2 separate regions of the Zea mays genome follow, and region 2 is linked to region 1. Evidence: chromatin contacts called from public Hi-C data. All regions are on one chromosome and are shown on one strand. Each heading gives the region's core, a stretch centred on a gene start, on an enhancer-like site or on the middle of the called end of the contact. The rest is flanking DNA. Distances are from core to core; before and after follow the strand shown. Region 1 holds the start of LOC103638747 (probable LRR receptor-like serine/threonine-protein kinase At4g37250). Region 2 holds the start of LOC100281535 (HT1 protein kinase).

Region 1 (7,685 bases), core at 1,902-4,401:
TGGCCCGTCTACTTTGCTAGTGAAGTCACCATAATGCCAAGGCAAGGTACCCAGAGATATAAAAGCTAGTCTACGTGGTCCTTATCGTGTCCTAAAAGCTCCATCATTATTTCCAAGCACACTTGATCTCAGTAATTAAATCCATTCCACTAGGAGTGACCATTCGTGATGTGCATGCAATCAGACGCATCACAAAGTGGTCGATAGAGATGATAGAGTTCGACCATGACTTCAATAGTGCCATGCAGTCAAGGGCTAGACTCTTGCTAACTTCAAGGCTGAATGGACCCTGGCCAACCCTTGGATCAATCTCAAATTCCCACCTAGGCTAGAACCGAACCTGATTTCAACTAGCACCCCTAGGTGATGTACTTTGACAGCTCCAGTCGGTCAGATAGGGCTATTTCTATATCCGTCCTTGTGTCCCCAACCAAAGAACAAATTTGCTACATGTGTCATCTCTATTTCTCAGACATAAACAACATGGTTGAATACGAGGCGCTCATTATGAGGTTGCAAGACACCAACATGCTCAAGGTTTGTCAGTTAGGTTTAAGCAAAAAAACCGACACCAAATACCAAAATTGAAAAACTCGAGACTAAACATACCTATATTTCGGTCTTCAGCTTTTATTTTGGTTTTGTACTCTTGAAAATTAATCATTATTTGGGTTTTACTTCAGTCACCCAAACTACCTGAACAACCCATCTAAGGCCCAAACCCACATGCATGTCCAAACTTAGCCTGAAAATATGCGTGTCCCTGCCTAACTAGAGACAACTCGACCGTTGGCCACCACTCCCAGTCTCCCACTTCTTGAGTTCTCGTCTTCTCCAACTTGTAGTTGTAATGCAGGTGCAGGGCGTCGAGATGCTGATGTGTCGATTCTCGGCACCCATAATCCCAATGCACTTGGTCGCCTAGACCCCTGTCTCCAATCGTCGCCTCTCGCCTAGGTGTCACTTCATAGCTTCCCACCTAGGCGTCGTGCCACCGCCACCTACCTGGTCACCTTGATTGAACCTTGTCCCACTCTAGGTGTCTATGTGGCATGGTCCCCTGCCACCAACCGTCACCTACAAGTCCACTATGAAGTCCCTTCAATCTAACAATGTATGTCTACTTGACTAATTCACTCTATACTTGACCTTGATGTCTTGATCTACAACTATATGTATAATTAGCTCTCAATCGTGGAGACAGAGACATCTTAGAGATATAACTAAGGAGAGGGCAGGAGTAGAATCGAGTTATTCGTCAAGTTGAGCAGATAGATCTTGGTGCTAGTATGTCATTCTTGGGGTCCTATGCCTTGGGGGTAAGCCCTATGCTGACCAGGCCATGAGTCCCTATAAGGTGAGGGATTTATGTAGGTGCCCATTCAACACCCAAAGATGCCCTACGAACCACGTGCACTCGGGTGGCACAACCCTGACACCACGTGCACTCGTGACTAGGTTGGTCGTGTGACGGTGGGTGGTTGAGATAAGGTTCTCGTCCTTCATATTTATTGCTAGGGGTGACTTTGTGATCATAAGGCGTTAATATAGCCACAACTGAGGTCACAAGCATACCCGTGAGCGCTATGCAAGGTGTGTGTGGCTATAATGTCTACCAACAATGCTGGACTCGATGGTGTGGAGCATCAATGTAGCCACGTCTGAAGTCATAGGCATACCCATTAGGATTATACAATACATGGCTACAATCTACGATGACTATCAACTACACCGTACTCGATGGTGTGGGCTCTCACACTCGCCACTATGGCGCGTCACACTCGCCACTATGACACACCAAAGGAGTGCACCATGTACGACATAATAGCTACAACCAAATAGAAATAGTTAAACCTCTGCTAGATAGGGCTCACTGTCCATACAAGGCTATAACTATCGTCTTACTTGTAGTGTAAAACAATGGTAGAGCAACGTAGAAGCAGTTTGACAATTGTGTTCAGATCCTAGCACCTAAGTTTAGAGCCTCTAGTTTCTCTATTTACACCCACTACCTAGCTTAGTCATCATCTGAATATGCAAGCTCCGTTCATGCTTGTATCTATGCTACCACCACATAAAGGATATAATATATTACACTAAGACAGACTGAACCTCTCCATAGTATACATGATTATATTACTCCCATGTTAATACACTATTGCAACGATCTCATGTCTACATTTTTCTCTGATTCTCTCTTGCAACGGTATCATGCAGGGGCGAAGCTAGGTTTATTCAAGGGGATGTAAATGCACCCCCTAAAAAATACAGAATCAGTTATAATGTACAAATTTTCACCATATATGCACCCACATTACTTGATGTCTATGCACCCATTAAGCAATTGCATCCCCATCAAATTTGCTCTAGCTTCGCCACTGGCATCATGGAGTCACTTGTCCACTTGTGGATATAGGAGTTATTTGTCTCAATCGTTAGCATGTTTATTTCGCTTTAATCCCTAATGACTTCTATTGTTTATATAGTGTTTTGTCTTTATGGATTGCAGTCGTAGCGATCTGAACATTGGTTAAAAATGAACAGGCTGTATGTTAGCTCTTTATTTATATAAGCTCTTCATTTATATAGGTACAAACATACCGTTCGGGAGAGGAATACCTTATCTGTAGACTGTAGACTGTTACTACTGTTACAATATCAATTAGTTTAAAAAGAAATGGCCGGTAGGAGAAGGGGAGCGCGAAGTGTAACTGTGTACGAAAGCGGCAGGCAGGTGCCCAGACGTTAGCAGCGTTGAAGTATGAATGAAGTGTCCGTTTCCTGTCCAAAAGTTTGGGTTTTTTTTTAAGGAGCGCCTCCCGCCGTCCGGTACAGTACCAAACTAAAGACGCTATCTAGTGTTTGGTTGAGCAGCCAACTAGAACGGAGTTGTTCTATCCCTGATTCTAGGAACGGAGCTGCTCTGTTCTGTGTTTGGTAATCTGGAACGGAGCGGCTCTGTTTTTGTTTGGTTGCAGAGTGAACGGAACGGAGCGTGACTGTGAGAACGGGATTGGAACGGAGCGGCTCCGTCCGGTTGATTTTTTGGAGCAGAATGGTTCCGGATCTGATGAGAATATTCCCTAATTGGAGCCATTCTGTTCTAGTTAATTTGTAACCAAACAACAACAAAACTGGGACAGAACGGTTCCGTTATACTTGGTTCTTCAACCAAACAGTAACTAACTGGAAAAAAAAAGCCGTCGACGTGTACATCCGTCGCTTTCATTTTTCCTGCATCAGCACCCACACCGCACATAATTAAGGACAAAGACCACGTAATATCCCCCCGAAACAAATCCGCCCGTCCCCAACCGCGACCCAACTCAAAAGCATCGCGCGGCTGGCGATCGATGGAGACCCGACCGGACGTTCGGATGGGCCTGGGCACGCACGTCAGGTCGACGCTTTCCGATGCCATTGCCATGAACCACGCCACCACACGACGGGCCCGAGCACAGCTGTTGTTCCTACTGCATCTGCATCCATGGAGGCCGACGGAGCAGTCTGCCAGTCTCTTCTCCATCGGTAGTCGGTAAGGAAGATGGAGCGAGGTCAGAGGCGACAACGACGTGTGTACTGCATGCCGGCTGCCGTTCGGGTCCCACAATCTCGAAAATTTATAGCGGCCGGGGCGTGGAATCTGAGCCCCGCGGCCGGCCAGGGCACCTCAAAACTGGGGAGGATTCACGGCCGTTCCGGGCACCTGTCTACTCTGTGTGACTGTGTCTGTCCTGTCGTCGCGGGCCGCAGCCTCGGCTTCCCAGTTCCCACACCCCACGCGGCCACCCACCCCACCCGCACCCGGCGCCTCGCTTCTTTATTCCGCTCCGCTCAGCCCGCCCGCCAGAGCATCACATGCCATTGCCAACCTCTCACTGCTCGTACCGCCTCTCCACTCCACCTGCTGCCCCTGCGCCCTGACCGCGAGGGGAGGGCGCTGAGCTACCAAGGAAGCCAACCGGCGCGGACCGGGTCGGTCAACGCTTGCTGTGCACCCGACCGAGGAAGCTAGGAGGATCGAGCACGGACATGTTGGCCTCGGCGTCGGTGCCGGCCGTCTAGGAAAAGCTCGCCCGCAGAGGTAATGGATGGGCGGAGGAGGGGCGGCGGAGCTATGGCGTGGCTGCTGCTGCTTCTCGCCTCGCTGTGCACCGGCGCGTGCGGGCTCAATGCGGACGGGGTGCTGCTCATGTCCTTCAAGAACACGGTCACCGCGGACCCGCTGGGCGCGCTGGCCGGCTGGAGCTACAGCGACGCCGCGCCGTGCGCCTGGAACGGCGTCATCTGCAACGGCTTCCCGCAGGACGACACCGCGCCGGCGGCGGCGAACGTGACCTCGGCCTCCGCCGACGGCAACGGCACCGCGACGGTCGCGCGCAACGCCACCGGAGCAACCGCGGCGGCCGGCCTCGGCGCGTCGCTGGCGGCGGCCACGGTGTCGCGGGTCATCAGCCTCGTCCTACCCAACGCGCAGCTCTCGGGGACGCTGCCGCCCGACCTCGGCCGCGTCGAGCACCTGCGCCACCTCGACCTCTCCGGGAACGGCCTCAGCGGCAGCCTGCCGCCTACGCTGCTCAACGCCACCGAGCTCCGCGTCCTCTCGCTCGCCGGGAACGCGCTGTCAGGCGAGCTCCCGGACGCGGCGGCGGCCTATGCGCGCGGCCTGCAGCAGCTCAACCTCTCGGGCAACGCGCTCGCGGGCCGCCTCCCCGCCGCGCTGTGCAGGCTGCCGAGCCTCCTTGCGCTGGGGCTCGCCAGCAACCACCTCGCCGGTGAGCTCCCCGTCGGAGGCCTCGGGACGTTGGAGCTTGTTGACCTGAGCGACAACGACTTCAACGGCTCGCTCCCGTCGGACTTCGGTGGGACCGCACTCCGCCTCCTCAACGTTTCGTCCAACAAGCTCGCCGGCGCTGTGCCGACCGAGCTGGCCGCCGTCGTCCCCGCGAACGCGACGGTGGACCTGTCGCGGAACAACTTCACCGGCGCGATCCCACAGGCCGGCCCGTTTGCCGCGCAGCCGGCGGCGGCGTACGAGGGCAACCCGAACCTGTGCGGGCCGCCGCTGAAGCAGGCGTGCTCGATCCCGTCGTCGCTGTCGAAGCCTCCCAACGCCACCGACTCGCCGCCGGCGTTCGCGGCCATCCCCAAGAACCCCGCTCGCGCCCCGCCGCAAGCCCAGGGGCAGCCGCCGAGCGAGCAGGATAAGCTTCGTCCCGCGTCCATTGTGGCCATCGTCGTCGGGGACATCGCCGGCGTCGGCCTCCTCTTCATGCTGTTCATGTACGCGTACCACGTCAGGAAGAAGAGGCGGCAGCGTCGGGAGCAGGACCCGACGCCGCCGCTGCACCTGCAGCAGAAGAGCGCGCGAGGTTTCGACGGCGGCGTAGTCAAGACGCTCGACATCGCCGGAGGCAAAGAAGAGAAGGCGTCCACGTCGACGGGGTGCTGCATTGGCCGTAGGAACGACAGCTCGGACAGCTCCGAGTACTCCGCGTCGTCGGACGGCGAGTCCTCCGACGAGGAGGGCCTCAAGAAGAGGGGAAGCTTCATCGGCCGGAGCACCCCGCAGGAGCACGGCAGCAAGAAGCACAACCTGCCCCAGCAGCAGCAGCAGGCGCCCCCCGCGCCTGCGACGCTGGTGACGGTCGACGGCGACGGCGAGCTCGAGATGGAGACGCTGCTCAAGGCGTCGGCCTACATCCTCGGCGCCACGGGTTCCAGCATCGTGTACAAGGCCGTGCTCGGCGACGGCACCGCGCTGGCCGTCCGGCGCATCGGCGAGAGCGGCGGCGCCGAAAAGCTCAAGGACTTCGAGGCGCAGGTGCGCGCCGTCGCCCGGTTCCGCCATCCCAACATCCTCCGGCTGCGCGGCTTTTACTGGGGCGCCGACGAGAAGCTCCTCATCCACGACTACGCCCCCAACGGCAGCCTTGCCAACATCGCATTCAGCAGTAAGTTCCTCCTTCGTCTCTCTCCAGCACCAACGTTCATTCAGATACTAGAAATTGCATCGGAAAGTTGCTTGATTTGACACCGACTAATGATGCACCTGTAGTACGGTTCATAGGCTCAAACTTTATAATCATTTGCAACGGCTTGGTGAGTCTTATGAAAAGATGGCACTTTACTGATTGTACGTGCTGCAACTTAAATGCGCATTAGTAGTACTGATTCAACTATTGTCTGAAGGAAGAGCTTAATCGCATTGGTCACAGTCACAGGTACTGGTAGTGCAAATAAATTTGTCATTGCTCACACGAATCATTGCAATTTTGCTGCAAGTCTTAAGGACTCGTCCCTTTGGTACTGAAAGAACTGTCCTTTGGTTGCTTTGCTTCATCAGTCGCAAAATCAGTACAACTCCACAACGCCTAACGCCTTGGCGTTCCATTTTTACGATCACGAGGCTCACTTCACCTGATTTGGTCATATGGCCCTGTTTGTTTCGGCTTCTGGCAGCTTCTGGCCACCAAAAGCTGCCGTGGACTGCTAAACGCTCAGCTTTTCAGCCAGCTTCTATAAAATCCGTTGGGACAAAAACCATCCAAAATCAACATAAACACGTAATCGGTTGAGTCGTTGTAATAGTAGTAATAGTAGGAATTCGTCACTTTCTAGATCCTGAGCCCGTAACTTTATGTTCCTCACACGTAATCGTAATGACCGGATGATTTTGCCGCACCTCCTCTGCAGGGCGCTTCGGGTCGTCGTCGCCGCTGCACCTGAGCCTGGAGGCGCGGCTGCGGATCGCGCGCGGCGTGGCGCGAGGGCTGGCGTACATCCACGAGAAGAAGGGCGTGCACGGGAACCTGAAGCCGAGCAACATCCTTCTGGGCGGCGACATGGAGCCATGGATCGGGGACCTGGGCCTGGACCGGCTGGCGTCGGGCGAGGCGGCGCCGCACTACCGCGCGGGCGCGTCGGCGCGGCTGTTCGGGAGCAAGCGGTCGATGCACTCGACGAGCAGCCTGCCGGACCTGTCACAGATGCCCGGGCCGGGCGCGAGCCCGTGCGGGTCGGCGTCCGCGGCGGCCGCGGCCGCCAGCGCCGCCCCGGCGCCGTACCAGGCGCCCGAGTGCCTGAAGAACCTGCGGCCCACGGCCAAGTGGGACGTGTACGCCTTCGGCATGGTGCTCCTGGAGCTGCTCTCCGGGCGGGTCTACTCGGAGGTGGAGCTGTGCCAGTGGCACGCGGGGCTGGTGGCCGCCGAGGAGCACGGCCGCGTGCTCCGGATGGCCGACCCCACGCTCCGCGGCGAGGCCGACGGCCGGGAGGACGCGCTGCTGGCGTGCTTCAGGCTCGCCTTCGCGTGCTGCGCCATGGCGCCCGGCAAGCGGCCCTCCATGAGGGACGCCGCCATGGTGCTCGAGCGAACGGCGGCGGCGGCGGCGCCCGGCGCCGCCGCGAGCAGCAGCGGCGCCGCTGTGCCCTGAGGGGGAAAAAACAACTGACCTTGTAGCGCTTGGAGCCGTTACTGATCGCAATAATCTTACTGCAAGTGCACGGACGGTGGTGGCGGCGTCGGCGTTGATCGCCGGTGGCGAGCTTGTGTGGTAGGGCGTGTACGTAGATCTGTTACTGATTTTGGAGGTGCTGCGAGAATTAATTAACCTACTAATCATCTGTGTTTGTGATTGTGGATTTGAAAGCGATGCATATTCCTTTTTTTTCGATCTTGCGTC
Region 2 (7,685 bases), core at 3,594-6,093, 540 kb after region 1:
ACAATTTATAGAGACAAAAATATTCTATAAGCAGTAGAAGCCGATACGGATTAAAGCCAAATGAATAGGTTGAGTTCCACCGTAGCAGCCTACCTCAATGGTTTGCTAAAGATGCAGTTGGTGGGGAACTTGGGGAATTTGTTGTGGTGTTTCCTTTCAAATTATTGAGTACAATAGCAAACACCGGTAGTAAATTTTGTTTATTGGTTGGTCTAGATCCATTTCTAGAGAAACATTCTCTCCTCCGCCACAAGTTTGGTTTGGCTTTTGGCTTTGGCTTTTTTCTCTTAAAAGTCGAAAGCTAAATCAAAGGGTCCTAACCAGGAAGCAGTTTTTTTCAAAAGCCATCTTTCTCGTAGTGTAAAATTAAAAGTATCTCTAGACCTACTTATAGTGTCTTTCGGATAAACTGTGCAAATATATACATGGGAGATATTTTAGTGACTTTTAGCGACTTCCATCAAACATTTGTAGCGTTTTATAGCTCACAACCAATAATAGCTTTTTTCACAGCTCATAGCTCACAACAGTTTTTTTCATAGCCACGGTCCAACCAAACATACCCTATAGATGTCCCAGTGGATCGTGTTGAATGGGGCCGCACTAGCCTTGATACATCTCATAGTGTTTTGGCACGACATGACCCGATGCATATAGTGCTCGTGCCAGCAAGGCACGTCGCCCTAGCACGGTGGGCTGACACAAGCACGGCACGACTAAGTGGTTGGCACAGGGCAGACATGGCTTAGATCAACTGTTGAATAGTGGACATGATTGTGATTTGTGCTTATGGTTGTGAATTGTGATTTGTTACCGTTTTAAATATGATAAATTTAGTAATATGAATATTCATGTTTTGAAATTATATCTGTAATTTTAAAGATGTTTTAAAGTGAAATAGTGTATGGCTCTCACGAGTACTGTTAGGTGCTACCATGTTAGTGTTAATAGTATTGACACAGCACGATTAGGCACTATTGGCCTGTTTGGTTCCCTTCTTATATGAGCCAAGCTGTACTTGGGCAGCCAAGTTCCAAGTAGCCAGGTTGAGCGCATGCATATGAGCGATGTTTGGTTATTGTATGCACGAAACCTGGTTGCTCGGAGATTTCGTCTGGTTAGCTTCATGCAGGCATCTTCTCACACTCACAGAGCCACTGACATATCTGATCCACGTGCTTGTTGCGCTCGCGCGAGCCTGGCCACATAGAAACGAAGATTTTTGCCGCATGAGTAGAGCCTGGCTCATAAGAAAATCCTGCACTGCGTGAGACAGGCCCTAACCTTCATCCAAGCAACCAAACGCTCAGCCACTGTACGAAACGGGCCTGGTTGTGGGTTGGGTCAGGCAACCAAACGGCTCCTATATGTCATGTCTGAGACGATGGATGAACATGTTTAATTATAGACATGGCACACCACAATTATCCGTATCTGATATTGTCGTGCCTAAAACATTACTGTGTTTTATAGTGTTGGTGCTAGTGGCGTGCTGTGGCACGTTAGCCACAGCCCACGAGAACTGAGCGTGAATTAAATGGGTAATAAAAACGCACGAGTCCTGTTCCCTGAGCGAGCGTCGTGGGGGTGCATTCAACCTCTGAATCTAGCCATCTACGATCTACCACAGAGGACGATCGTCATGTACACTGTGCAGTGTGCACAGATCAGGACCCCTGCCAGAGGCACACCTGCTATGCATCCGTGCAATGAATTTTAGTTCTGATCTTAATTACTTGCACTGCGCCGATCATGGTTGAGGCTGCTAGCTGACTGCTACACAAAATCTGTCTGGTCTTCTTTCCCTGCGACTGCGAGCGGCCGTGAAGTCAGTGATCCCGCTGTGGAAGGAGGTGGAGTACTTCAAGGAGTACAAGCGGCGGCTCCGGCGACACGTGGGGCTCGCCGGTGCCCGTCGCATCGTCTCCGACGCGCTGTACGTGGTGAGCGTCGGCACCAACGACTTCCTGGAGAACTACTTCCTGCTGGTGACGGGGCGGTTCGCGGAGTTCACGGTGGGCGAGTTCGAGGACTTCCTGGTGGCGCAGGCGGAGTGGTTCCTGGGCGAGATCCACCGGCTGGGCGCGCGGCGGGTCGCCTTCGCGGGGCTCAGCCCCATCGGCTGCCTGCCCCTGGAGCGCACGCTCAACACGCTCCGCGGCGGCTGCGTCGAGGAGTACAACCAGGTGGCCCGGGACTACAACGCCAAGGTGCTCGACATGCTCCGCCGGCTCACGGCGGCGCGGCCGGGGCTGAGGGTCGCCTACATCGACGTGTACCAGAACATGCTGGACCTCATCACCGACCCTTCCACGCTGGGTACGTGACTGAGTGTCCCTCCAGGAGTTGGCAATTGCAATGCCATGCCACCTGATCTGACCTGGCCTGGATGGACGACTGGCAGGGCTGGAGAACGTGGAGGAGGGGTGCTGCGCCACGGGGAAGGTGGAGATGTCGTACCTGTGCAACGAGAAGAGCCCCGACACATGCGACGACGCGGACAGGTACTTCTTCTGGGACTCCTTCCACCCCACCCAGAAGGTGAACCAGTTCTTCGCCAAGAAGACGCTGGACCTGTGCTACGACCAGCTCCTGCTGTGATGCTGATGATGCGCCCTAGAGCTCAGTGTGGCTACGTTTAGTCCACACTCCACAGTCAAAATTGTTGCTGCTAATTCGTCTCCGTGTGTATAGCATAGCTAGCATTCGATGTGATGTATGTAGTAGTATATGGTTGCTGTGCCTGTCTCGATGCGTCGATCGATGGATTCACGATTCTTTTGGGCTTAAATGCTCATAAGGGAGATAAAATTTACACATTTGACGCGAGTTACAATTGGTTCCGGCCGGAGCCGGACGTCTTTTATGCCATTTGTTTGTGACAGAGAGATCGATGGATGTAGTATATACTGCTAGTAGTAGTTCCTAGGCTCTTGGTGGAGTGATTGATTAAACAAGCAGAGCAGAGAGAAACAAGCAGCTGCAATGCAACAGTTCAGTTACGGATGGCGCCGGAGATGGATCACGCATTCACCGTTCTGGACAAGTTGTTGGTGATGCAGCCCATCCTGAAGATCTTGGCGAAGGAGCGCCAGAGCCTGAGCTCCTGGTGCGCCATCATCGTCGGCATCCCCTCCTTCACGCAGTGGTCGTACTTCTCCAGCACCGACACAATGTAGCTGAATTCCGGCCGCCGCGCCGGGTTCGCCGACCAGCACTTCTTGATCAGGCTGTTGAGCACCGGCGGGCACGAGCTCGACAGCGGCGGGCGCAGGTTCTGACGACGAAGAAGAAGAATTCAGTTCAGCAAAGAATTAGCAGTACGCGGCCTGCTTGCATGAAGAGAAGGAAACGAAACGAAGCAACAGAACCCAACCTTCTCCGATGCGGCGTACGCGGCCTGCACGGGCGTCATCCCCTGGAACGGGAGCAGGCAGGTGGTGAGCTCCCAGAGCACGATGCCGAAGCTGTACACGTCCACCTTGCGGGTGTAGGGCTTCTCCTTGGTCATCTCCGGCGCCATCCAGCGGTAGGTGCCCTTGTTGCCCTTGGTGGCCTGGCACTTGGTCTCCAGGCAGGAGGTGCCGAAGTCGGCCACCTTGACGCGCATCTCGTCGTTGAGCAGCAGGTTCTGGGACTTGAGGTCCCGGTGGATCACGCCCTGCGCGTGCAGGTACTCCATGCCCCGCGAGATGTCCAGCGCCAGCTTCAGGATCGTCTCCGGCGACAGCGAGTGAGGGTCCTTCTTGTTCAGGTACATCCGCAGCGTCCCCTGGGACATGTACTCCGTGATGATGCAGTACACCGGCGGCTTCTTGCACGCCGCGATGAACTGCACGATGTTGGGGTGGTAGAGGCGGGAGAGGAAGGCCACCTCGGAGTTGAACTGCTCCTCCAGCACGGCGCGCTGGGCCTCGTCGCGCTCCGGGATGCGCACCATCTTCACGGCCACGGCGCGCTGCTTGTAGATGCCGCGGTAGATGCGGCTGTTGGCGCCCGCCGCGAACTTGTTGCCGATGAAGAGCTGCGACAGGTCGGCCATCCATTCCTCCCGCCGCCCGCTGCTGTCCGGCCGGGACGACCCTTCGCACAGCACCGTGTCCAGCAGCATGGACCACGACTCCATGCTGTCCCACCGCTTCTTCTCCATGTCGTCCGCCTCTGGCGGCGGCCACGGGCTCCTCCCGCGCCCCGACGTCGAGGGGGACGCCGCGAACGGCAGGGACGGGCCCCGACGTGGGGACACCGCCGCGGCCTGCTGGTCCACGTCCCCGCCGCCGATCGGCCGCGGCAGCCGGAAGCAAGACAGCATGTGGGGCGCCAGGATCAAGACTCGTTGCGCGACGTCGCGCGCGGCATGCCGGCGACGGTACCGCTGCACTACCAGCACGACCGATGGCGTCGCGACACGCCAGACGACGGCCGCGCCACCGCCAGTGGCATTGCTCGCTGCGCCGCCGCCGTCACCACCACACTCACGATGCTTAATTACAGGTCTTCACACCCCAAATTAAAGCAAAGTATCTTCACCACGCATAAGCTAACCAAGATCCCAAACTCCCACGCCCATGCAAGCAACTCCCAGATAGATAACAACCCTGTGTACTGCGGGGTAGCTACCCTATCCACAAAACATGCGTACCCAGCTGCTGCCCGCGCTGCTAGCTAGCTTCTTGGAGGATGCAGACGGCACGAAAGCGGATAAAGGCACGAGGAGGAGACGGTGTCCTTCTTCCTCCTCGAGTCCTCTCCCGCACCCTTGAGGAGCAAGCCGCAAGCGCTGGTGTAGTTGACTCCAGAGTCCAGAGCGTGGGGATATGCCGGAGGAGAGAGTAAAGGTGCTCAAGGATGTCTCGTGAAGATGCAGTTCAGAAAAGGCCGCACCTTTTCGGCGTCTTCCAGCGCCTAGTTCTCAACTTCTCATCTGCTTCCCATCTGATCGGTGATCGCCCCCAGCTACGCGGCAGATGAGAACAGAGAGAGATATCTCCAGCGGAAAAACAAAGTGCTGAGGAAAAAGATCTCTGCAATGGAAAAAACGGCAAAAAAAGGGAAAAGCTTGGGATGACATGACCTGCAGGCAAGACGCTATCACGCTAAGCACAATGCGTCGGAAAAGGCACGGCAAGCAGATGCGGCGATCTCTCTCTCTCTATCTCTCTCGACGTATAGTTGCGGCACTTGCGCTTTCACCGGTCGGCATGGAGTTCGTTCTGTGGCAAGGATGGACGACGCGCCGTCGATGGTATGGCATCAGCGAATGCGTCATACTGTCATATCTCGCCATTTCTGGCCAAGGGGGAAGACGAGACGGGAAAGGTGGAGGCAAACGCCAAATGGCTATTTCAAGGGCCGAACGAACATCTTTGTTCTGGGTCGGTTTCGAAGGCTCGAATCTAGCCCAACACACTGATATGGACTTTTGTACCCTGTGACATGTGGCCCAGCAAAAAAAGTAACCAAACCATTAGTTTGGCATGGATTCTTGGCCTAAAATTCTCTCTGGGCAACACGATGACCAGTAGCAATGCAGCATCCCTGGTATTCACTGGAAAAGAACAGGACAACAATTGTCAATCTTTCACAGTACAGAGACTCAGATCTTGAGTTTGACTTGAATGCCATCATTTCAAATCGAAGAACAGGTCGAAACTAGAGATGGCAATGGATAAATACCTACCGGGTATTACTACTCCATACTCATAATCACGACATAAAAATAACCTCACCGGGTCACCCATATACACTGGTGGGTATGGATTTATCCCCATACCCATACCCATGTGGGTATGGGTCACCCATCGGGTCACCCGTACCTACAAAAATTAAACATCTATCAAAATATTATACTATACAAATGTCAAGTATATCCATATAAATACCATTACAAAATTTTCTAGCATCATTTAACCATCCATTCAACACACCAAAGATAATTGGATAAAGTAGTAACACTAGGATAGTACTACATAACACATTACATGTTCCATTACATGTTCATTAAATTATCGTTAAGCCTTCTATAACATTATGGTCTAAAAGGTTGTTAAATAGTAAAAAAGATGGATGGCTAAAGTCCAAGTTCATGCTTGGGCTAAGTTTATATTGGGTATTTTATACCCATGGGTTAACAGGTATGGGTGAAGGCGAAACGTTCTAATACCCATTTACCCATTGGGTGAAGATTTTTGCCCAATAACAGACCCACGGGTAGAATATTTAGCCCACATACATACCCTAATGGAGTAAATACCCATCGGGTATCGGGTCGCGGGTACCCTGAAAGGGAATTAGGCTTACACCTAGTTCCTAAATAGTTTTGGTGGTTGAATCGCCCAACACAAACAATTGGACTAACTAGTTTGCTCTAGATTATATGTTCTACAGGTGCCAAAAGTTCATCTATAACTATACTAAATCGACTGTCCGGAATACCGTAGATTATTCCGGACAGGAGAAGCTTTTTGGAAAAACAGGCCAAGCGCGGACCGTCCGGGCCCTTGCGGCGGACCGTCCGCAACACTAGAATGACTCTCGGACAGAACCAATGCAAAAATACAAGTTTCCATTACGGACTGTCCGGAGGAAAAGCAAAGACCGTCCGAGCCCTCGCGCGGACCGTCCGGCCTCAGGCGCGGACCGTCCGGTCGGTAAGAAACCGAAAAACCCGAAGGTAACGGGTTCAGAGAAATGAATTATAGGGGGCCTCGCGGACCGTCCGGGGTGCACGACCGGACCGTCCGCGACTGGCTCTGTCTGACATCTGACGACGCATTAAATGCAATATAGCCGTTGATATAGCCGTTACTGCTGACCGTTGCATTTTCAGCCGTTGATCTACAGGGGCGGACCGTCCGGACCTGGCTCGCGGACCGTCCGCGCTCAGCAGAATGGCCCAACGGCTAGGAAGTGGTTGGTGGCTATAAATACAACCCCAACCACCTCCATTCAATACATCCAAGCATTCCAACCTTCAACATTCAATACAAGAGCTAGCAATCCATTCCAAGACACATTAAAAGCCTCCATCTCTCCAAGTTTCACAATCGAGAAAAGAGATCATTAGTGATTAGTGACTTGAGAGAGAAAGTGATCCGTGTGTTATTTGTCGCTCTTGTCGCTTGGCTTTTGCAATCGTGCTTTCTTTCAATCTTTCTTGCGATCAACTCAATTGTAACCAAGGCAAGAGACACCAATTGTGTGGTGATCCTTGCGGGGAAGTTTGTTCCCGTTTGATTGAGAAGAGAAAGCTCACTCGGTCCGAGGGACCGTTTGAGAGAGGGAAGGGTTGAAAGAGACCCGGCCTTTGTGGCCTCCTCAACGGGGAGTAGGTTTGCGAGAACCGAACCTCGATAAAACAAATCCACGTGTCACACTCGTTATTTGATTGCGATTTATTTTGCACCCTCTCTCGCGGACTCATTTCTATTTCTAACGCTAACCCGGCTTGTAGTTGTGTTTATATTTGTAAATTTCAGTTTCGCCCTATTCACCCCCCCTCTAGGTGACTATCAATTGGTATCAAAGCCCGGTGCTTCATTAGAGCCTAACCGCTCGAAGTGATGTCGGGAGATCACGCCAAGAAGGAGATGGAGACCGGCGAAAAGCCCACTACAAGCCACGGGAGCACTTCATCGGAAGAATCTCGCACCAAGAGGAGGGAGAAGAAGAAGAGCTCCTCCAAC

The links. Hi-C and Micro-C count contacts between places; a contact is called where the count stands out from the background.
Region 2: a Hi-C map of leaf shows a contact between it and region 1, with 5 times the contacts expected there. The contact joins the promoter of LOC100281535 here to the promoter of LOC103638747 in region 1. A contact is called at or near these places in 2 of 25 Hi-C or Micro-C datasets (bundle sheath and leaf).

The regions. Positions count from the first base shown.
Region 1 is chr9:101,487,442-101,495,126 of Zm-B73-REFERENCE-NAM-5.0, forward strand. LOC103638747 (probable LRR receptor-like serine/threonine-protein kinase At4g37250) reads left to right here and starts at 3,152. Exons shown (of 2, transcript XM_008661572.3): 1 at 3,152-5,954; 2 at 6,697-7,674. The coding sequence starts at 4,088. The coding sequence ends at 7,436.
Region 2 is chr9:102,021,463-102,029,147 of Zm-B73-REFERENCE-NAM-5.0, forward strand. LOC100281535 (HT1 protein kinase) reads right to left here and starts at 4,844. Exons shown (of 2, transcript NM_001154453.1): 1 at 3,377-4,844; 2 at 2,779-3,277. The coding sequence starts at 4,312. The coding sequence ends at 3,023. It overlaps LOC100191259, which reads left to right. Exons shown (of 3, transcript NM_001136693.1): 2 at 1,830-2,319; 3 at 2,405-2,818. The coding sequence ends at 2,601.